2 separate regions of the Sus scrofa genome follow, and region 2 is linked to region 1. The links are chromatin contacts, called in public Hi-C maps. All regions are on one chromosome and are shown on one strand. Each heading gives the region's core, a stretch centred on a gene start, on an enhancer-like site or on the middle of the called end of the contact. The rest is flanking DNA. Distances are from core to core; before and after follow the strand shown.

What was found. A called contact is a pair of places that touch in the nucleus more often than the background predicts.
Region 2: a contact with region 1 is called in a Hi-C map of liver, with 4 times the contacts expected there. The contact joins the enhancer-like site here to the promoter of SMAP1 in region 1. A contact is called at or near these places in 1 of 5 promoter capture datasets (liver) and 6 of 47 Hi-C or Micro-C datasets (alveolar macrophages, embryonic fibroblasts and liver).

What each region holds. Positions count from the first base shown.
Region 1 is chr1:50,719,371-50,723,276 of Sscrofa11.1, forward strand. It overlaps SMAP1 (stromal membrane-associated protein 1), which reads left to right and starts at 2,203. Exons shown (of 12, transcript XM_021089443.1): 1 at 2,203-2,434. The coding sequence starts at 2,218.
Region 2 is chr1:50,793,408-50,797,320 of Sscrofa11.1, forward strand. The region is part of intron 2 of SMAP1 (stromal membrane-associated protein 1); the gene reads left to right. Among named protein-coding and RNA genes, the nearest start is that of SMAP1, 74 kb to the left of the region's middle. Within about 2 kb of position 1,569, at least 10 of the 83 cell types and tissues checked have an H3K27ac peak or open chromatin away from gene starts, as enhancers often do. A contact at or near this core is called in liver, where this site is marked.

The sequences.
Region 1 (3,906 bases), core at 953-3,452:
TCCCCTTCCATTTGAGGTGGACTGGATCTGCTCATTCTCTTCTCATGATGGAATTCAACAAAAGTGATAGACATCTCTTCTGAGATCAGATTACAAAACTGTGGCTTTAATCTTAAGCAGTCTCCCTTGTTCTCGTTTGTTCATTGTGTGGAAATACAGCTGCCATTTTGTGAGCTCAACTCTGGAGAAGCCCACATAGCACGGAACTGAAGGAGGCCTTCAGTCCAAAAGCCCACAAGGAACTGAATCCTGCCAATAATCATCTGCTTAAGTTTGAAAGCAGATGCTCCCCTACTCATGCCTCTATGTGAGACTGGAAACCTCATTTGATACTGGAGCCAGAAGCATCCTGGGTTTTTTGTGCTCCTGGATTTCAGATACACAAAAGCTGTGAGAGAATAGATTCTTTATTGTTTTAAGCTACAAAATATTGGTATGATAGGCAGCAATAGATAACATACAGTAATCTTGTTCTGATTAGGACCTTTTTACAACGGGAGCCTTCTTTTGAGCATTCATTGGTACCCAAATATTCTTTTTTTTTTTTTTTTTTTTTTTTTTGGTCTTTTGGGGGCCACACCCATGCGGCATATGGAGTTTCCCAGGCTAGGGGTCGAATCTGAGCTGCAGCTGCTGGCCTATCCCACAGCCACAGCAACCTCGGAGTCCAAGCCACATCTGCAACCTACACCACAGCTCATGGCAACATCGGATCCTTAACCCTCTGAGCGAGGCCAGGGATCAAATCTGTGTCCTCAAGGATACTAATCAGATTTGTTTCCACTGGGCCACGACAGGAGCTCCGAGACCCAAGTATTCTTATGCTTTGGGGTTATTTGGAGAGGACCTGTTCCAAAAACTATTCCAAAATCTCTACATTTTCCCAGTCCCTGACTGACTGTTTGACTAAACCAGTGCCCATGAAAGGATGCAGATCTGTATCTCAAGCTCTATCTCTTCCTAGGCAAAGAGTATAAGATGAAGTTCTGCCTCCGGGAGGATCCTTTTTCTCTCTGCTGTTCCTTGAGGGCCTCTGTTAAATGGTGCTGAAAATGCCAAATCAGTCATTTGCCAGCTGGTCAGTATATTGTACAAAGTCCTCCGTTATCTAGGTTTGAATTTTTCCCTCAGCCAACTTGTCACAGGATCTCAAGACAGTCTGTATGAACTAAGGGTGAAGTGTGTGTGTGTTTGAGATCTACCAAACTAATGCTAATGAAGATTGCTTGGGTTTTGGCCCTGGCCCTGTTCTGTATATATCACTTCCTCCTACTGAAAGGACTCCTTATCTAGGAGGACCAAATGACTCCTGGTTCTTGATGAGAAACTCAGATTGCCTGTCTACCTGATGTTGCTTGGCCAGACATCAGCAGTTCTTAGCTAGCCAAGAACTTTCCTTAAAAATAAAAATAAAAAATTCTAGGCACTCCACTGTGGGTTTTTTTTTTGTTTGTTTGTTTGTTTTTTGTTTTGTCTTTTCTAGGGCCGCTCTCGCGCGGCCATATGGAGATTCCCAGGCTAGGGGTCTAATCGGAGCCATAGACACCTACGCCAGAGCCACAGCAATGCGGGATCCAATCCGCGTCTGCAACCTACACCACAGCTCATGGCAACTCCGGATCATCGACTCACTGAGCAAGGCCAGGGATCGAACCCTCAACCTCATGGTTCCTAGTCGGATTCGTTAACCACTTCAACATGACGGGAACTCCCACTGTGGTTCTGTATAGACTTCCATAGGTTCCTTGAAGCCTCCTGATCTGCCACATGTGCTGGGAACAGCACTGGAGCCGCTGGACCATGAGGGTGGATGCGTGGCGCTACTTCCAGGCAGCTGGACCAGATGGAGAGACTTCTCTTGCTCTACGCTTCACTCAAAACCTCATCTTCCAGGTCACCCAGTCAGTGGGTCAGAACTGACGAACTCAAGAGTTCACTGAACAAGCAGAGATTTTAAAATGTAAAAAGGGAGGACTGCCAGAAAGAAGCCTATTACAGGAACAGAGGAGTAGAAGGTGCCCAACTTGGGGGAAGTGAACAACGATCTTCGCCTCAGATTAAGAGCAACAAATGGAGTCATCCCCTCATCCAGCTTCAGCCATGATTTGGGGTCTTAAACAACACGGGGTTCAGGGCAGTTTGGGTTGTTCTTCGTGAGAAGGTTGAGCCGCTCCACACCCGCCGTTTTTCAGCAGATAGCCCAGTCCAGGGCCTTCGATGGATTCCTGGAGCGGGCCACGGAGGTCCCGCCCCACGGCGTACACAGGCCCCGCCCCACGGGCGGTCCATCCCTCACGCGGTGCTTGCCGGGAGCACACCTCGGCCTTCATCTCCTGTTTGTGCAGTCTCGGAGGCTGTGGGAGGGACGTTATGCCAGTGTCGTGCTTTACTTTGTTGCTGGGTCGTGTCCCAGTCACAGCGTGGAGAGCGGCAAGTAAGGCGCCCAGTTCCGGGGCCAAGGTCGCGGGCGGGGTCGCAAAGGCTAGGGCGTCCGGCTGGGTAGCTGCGCTTGTCCCGGGCTCGGGGGCCCAGGAGCTGCGATCTTGTCTGTCCGGCTAGGGGCCTCTCGCCTCTGCTCTGGGCAGGCTCTTCCCCGCCGGAGCTCGGGTTGGATGTGGAGCTGGAGGGTCCCCAGAGCCCGCCCCGCCGGACAGCTGCTTCCCGCTGACCATGGCTCTGGGTTCGAAAGGGAAGCAAACGTTTCTGGTTATCTGGGGGCGCGCTATGTCTGAAGCTTGTGAAAAGCATGGAAAAGGAGGCTCTTTGGCAATGAGAGTCGTCCTTTACTTACTTAATTTACGTCGAAAAGGACATAATGGCAGTTTACAGTATCTTTTTTAAAGTGGAGAAGTGCGGGATTATGGAGAAGGTAAATAAGTATAATAAAAATTAGATGGTGGGAATTAATTACAGAAAATATGCATGCTTTCAGTAAAACGTTTTTTTTTTTTAAAGGGCGCTTTTTTTTTTTTTTGGCTGCGACCACGGAATGTAACTCAGCATTTTTAAAAACTCATTTTTTTCTGAAAAGTTTCTCACACTATTAAAGACTTAACTCACAAAGTATGCTAAGCATAGTAAGTTGAAAACAGTTCTGGCCTTCATCCTAATGTGCCCCTGATTCCTATGCAGTTTTCCTTTCTGAAATCACTTCTCCCCAAACTACTTCTTTGTTGTAAAAAATTGTAAATGGTCCAGAAATGGATAATATAGAAAGTACAAGTCTTATCCAAACCGCAAGGTAGTAACTGTGTGAAGATTTGTGTTTTCATTCAAAATCCCTTTTTCAGTAGTGTTAAAACCTTAATAATGAAGTATTTGATACCAAAATTTATGTAACACGTGTAAGAAGCAAAGCCGACACTTATGAACCCATTCTCCAACTTAAGAAATAGAATATTTCCATTGCCAACCAGCTATCTGTGTGCTTCCTGAGGCAATTGTGTAACTGTGTTTTTGATCTTAATGGAAATGGCTTCATATCATTTGTATTATTATACTTGCCTTTTTCAACCACTATTTTTAGATTTGTCCATATTGATATATGATGTTGTAGGTATTCACATACCATACATTTTTCCTTTCTCCTTCCCGCTGAGAACATTTGTGTAATTCTAGACCCCAGGATTGGCTGCTACACATCTTGTGTACATTGTGGATGTACTTGCACCAGGGGTTGAGTTCCTGGAACACATGGTATAGGCCTGATCCAGTTTTACAATGTGATACCAAGTTGTAAAGGCATTTTCCATTTCTACTGGCAATTTATACTTCTTCCAGGAGTATATTAGAGTTTCTGTTGCTCCACATATTTGCCAACACTTGATATCAGAAAATTTAATTTTTATCTGCCTATAGAGTATTGAAGTTGTATTATGATTTTGTTTCTCTGGTTAGAGAAGTTGA
Region 2 (3,913 bases), core at 319-2,818, 73 kb after region 1:
AACTTCCATATGCCATTGGTGCAGCCATCAAAAAAAAATGTTGAGGAGTTCCCGTCATGGTGCAGCCGAAATGAATCTGACTAGGAAACTATGAGGTTGCAGGTTCGATCCCTAGCCTTACTCAGTGGGTTAAGGATCTGGCATTGCCCTGAGCTCTGGTATAGGTTGCAGACGAGGCTCAGATCTGGCATTGCTGTGGCATAGGTCAGTGACTACAGCTCTGATTAGACCCCTAGCCTGGGAACCTCTATATGCCACAGGTGTGGCCCTAAAAGGACAAAAAGACCAAAAAAAAAAAAAAAGTTGAAGAGATAGTTCTGTATGCACATTTTATAAGTGGCCTCGATAACTGAATTTTAAAAATAAAGCAGCAGGAGTTCTTGTTGTGGCTCAGTGGTTAATAAATCCTACTAGGAACCATGAGGTTGTGGGTTAGATCCCTGGCTTCACTCAGTGGGTTGGGGATTTGCCATTGCCATGAGCTGTGGTGTGGGTTGCAGACGTGGCTCAGGTCTCTCGTTGCTGTGGTTGTGGTGTAGACCAGCAACTACAGCTCCCATTAGACCCCTAGCCTGGGAACCTCTATATGCCACAGGTGTGGCCGTAGAAAAGACCAAAAAAAAAAAAAAAAAAAAAGGCAACATATTTTTGCTTTCTTTTTCCTTCCAATTACTTTTTTAAGAGAATTGTCCAAGGTTTCAGATGTAAGAAAACTACTTCTTCCTCTTGATTTGGCTAAGTTTCATTATTATGAAAATTTTTTGAATTTTATATAACATAAAAATGTAATTGATTTTTAAATGCAATTGACTATGAGGATTTTTTTGATGTGGTTACTATAGGAAGTAAAAGATAAATTCTATCCAAATATTTGATACAGATACTTTCTCTTTGTAACATAGTTTCCTTTTCTGTTTTCATTAAATAATTTTTTTATAAGCAAGGATCAGTAGTCTACTGCTGCTCTTACTTCTCCCATATTGTCAGATTAAAATAAGTGTTTTTCCTCCTGTGGAGAGTCTGCTCAACTTTTGTACAGGAGCAGTTTTTCCTCTCTTTACTGAAAATTAGTTGTTATTTGGAATTTGTTTTTTAGTGAAGACAATGATTTCACTTTCATAGATAAGACAAGGTTATTAGGTGATTGCTTTCTTTTTTGGGCTTTTATCTCTTGTCCCACATTTAGGCAATTATACTTTTGACTGTTTTTAATTTATTCATTAGAGTATGCCGATAAACAACAGGAAACAGTGGTTTTTACCTAAAATAAATGTTTTTCTGTTTTTAAAAAAAAAAGGTTAAGGAGACTTCCGGATTCTGGTCTAGCTTCAAGACTGGAAGGAGCTTCAGGTCTTCATCTTGACAAGAAAAAAGCTGAGCAAACTAAACAATCAGCAACTCTTTTTATTCTGTCAGAGAAACGAGGTCACACAGGGCAAACTGCTGTCCCCAGAATTGCATAGGTGGGTAAATTTAGAGAATCACAACTTTAGTCACAGCTCTGTGGGAACCAGTACTGAGCTGGGAAAACCCAAAATGTAATTGAGCAGTTGTTAGAGGCTTACTCAAGGGGGACTCAGTCACGGGGCAGGTCCCACACTTTTGTGAGTTTTATCCCCAGGAGCTCAGCACAAGTAGATAGGGGAGAAAAGCTCCTAGTGCTTCTGGCAGAAGAGACTGGAAAGAACCATTTTGAAATGCACCAGAGTTTTTTTGTTTTTTAGCAAGGTAGGCCCTCAGGAGAAACTATTTAACTGATCTCAGGGAAGGGAAATACCTATTCCTAGCCTTCTCTCCCTTTGAGAGAAGGGAAATCCTAACTCCTGCCTAATCTAGCCACTCTGTCCAACTGAAGGAAGGGAGGGCAAAAACTGAAAAGATTTGCGAAGTTCACATACAGAGGCAGAGACTGGATGGAAAACTGAAATCTAATCACAGGACAGTAGAACCCTCCCACTCCCCCAAACTTCATCACCATGATACCAAGGTCTGTTTATAGCAGTTTCTTTTACATAGGACATCATGTCCAGCTTTCAAGAAAAGATTACAAGGCATACTTGGAGTTCCCATCATGGCTCAGTGGTTAACGAATCTGACTAGGAACCATGAGTTTGCGGGTTCGATCCCTGGCCTCAATCAGTGGGTTAAGGATCTGGCGTTGCCATGAGCTGTGGTGTAGGTTGCAGACGAGGCTCGAATCTGGCGTTGTTGTGGCTCTGGCGTAGGCCGGTGGCTACAGCTCCGATTTGATCCCTAGTCTGGGAACCTCCACATGCTGTGGGTGTGGCCCTAGAAAAGACAGAAAGACCAAAAAAAAAAAAAAAAAAAAAAAAAATTACAAAACATACTAAAAAAAAAAGTTGAAGTTCTTAAGTTTCATAGTGAAAATGCTGTCGGATATTTGAAGTATGGTAACAGGCTGCTAGCCCACACCTTGTGAGATATAAATGTAATTGGGAAAACACATAAAAATACTTGCATGTTTAAATGAATGTGTAAAACACATATGTATATATAACTTAGTGTATAAATGGCTAAAGTTACTATATGTTCAGATTGAATAGACTTATTTGTTCACATCAGATCTATACTAAATTCTTTTAGTCTAAAAGTTGTTGTAGAGGGAGAATATCAGACCCAAATAATACTTACCGTTATGCCACAGCCAAATAACAAATCTTTAGATCAGAACCATCAGCTTAGCTTTAATCTTGATGGTACACTTTGAATATTTATATTCAAGTTATTTTCAGAAGTAAGGAGCATTATACTGATCACAGACGTATTTCCCCTGAAAATATTTTGAATGGAGGTTGTAGTTCCGTATATTAAATCTGAGTTTAGTATCTCTTTACCAAGTCAGTGATTTTTAAAAAGTTTGGAGTGGGGACTCTTCTAAACTGAAAGGCGCTTAAGGGACATAATCAAACGCAGTACGTGGTTCTTGAGAGGAAAATGTTTTGAAAAAGACCTTTACAAAAAAATTCTTTTTGGAGACATAGTTTAGGAGGTAGAATACGTACTGAGTGTTAGATGACATTGAGAACTTACTGTTAATTTGAGATACGTGGTGATTGTGGTTATGGAGAGAATACATATTTTTAAGATTCATTCTGAAGTATTTAGGGGTGATGTCTCTTATCTGAAATTACTTTAAGATACTTCAATATGAGAGTTCTCTTGTGGTGCAGTGGGTTAAGGATCCAGCATTGTCACTGCAGTGCCTTTGGCCTAAGAACTTCCACTTGGAGTTCTCGTCGTGGCGCAGTGGTTAACGAATCCAACTAGGAACCATGAGGTTGCGGGTTCGGTCCCTGCCCTTGCTCAGTGGGTTAACGATCTGGCGTTGCCGCGAGCTGTGGTGTAGGTTGCAGACGCGGCTCGGATCCCGCGTTGCTGTGGCTCTGGCGTAGGCCGGTGGCTACAGCTCCGATTGGACCCCTAGCCTGGGAACCTCCTTATGCCGCGGGAGCGGCCCAAGAAATAGCAACAACAACAACAACAACAACAACAAAAGACAAAAAAAAAAAAAAAGAACTTCCACTTGATGCGGGCATGGCCAAAAAAATACTTCATCACTTACAAAAGATGAGAAATATTAATAATTGTTGAAACTGGGCAATGGACTGTTCTTTGTGTATTTCTGTATTTGAAAACTTTTGGTAATTAAGGGAAATATTCTAGTTTTTATGCCTAAGGTATAAACGTGAATAAGCCACCAACAAATAAGGAGGACCCTTCTGGGCTTACAAAATGTTCATATCGTATTGGTCTATATTTACTTTTTTTTTTTTTTTTTTTTTTTGGCTATTTCTTGGGCCGCTCCCTCGGCATATGGAGGTTCCCAGGCTAGGGGTCGAATCGGAGCTGTAGCCACCGGCCTACACCAGAGCCACAGCAACGCAGGATCCGA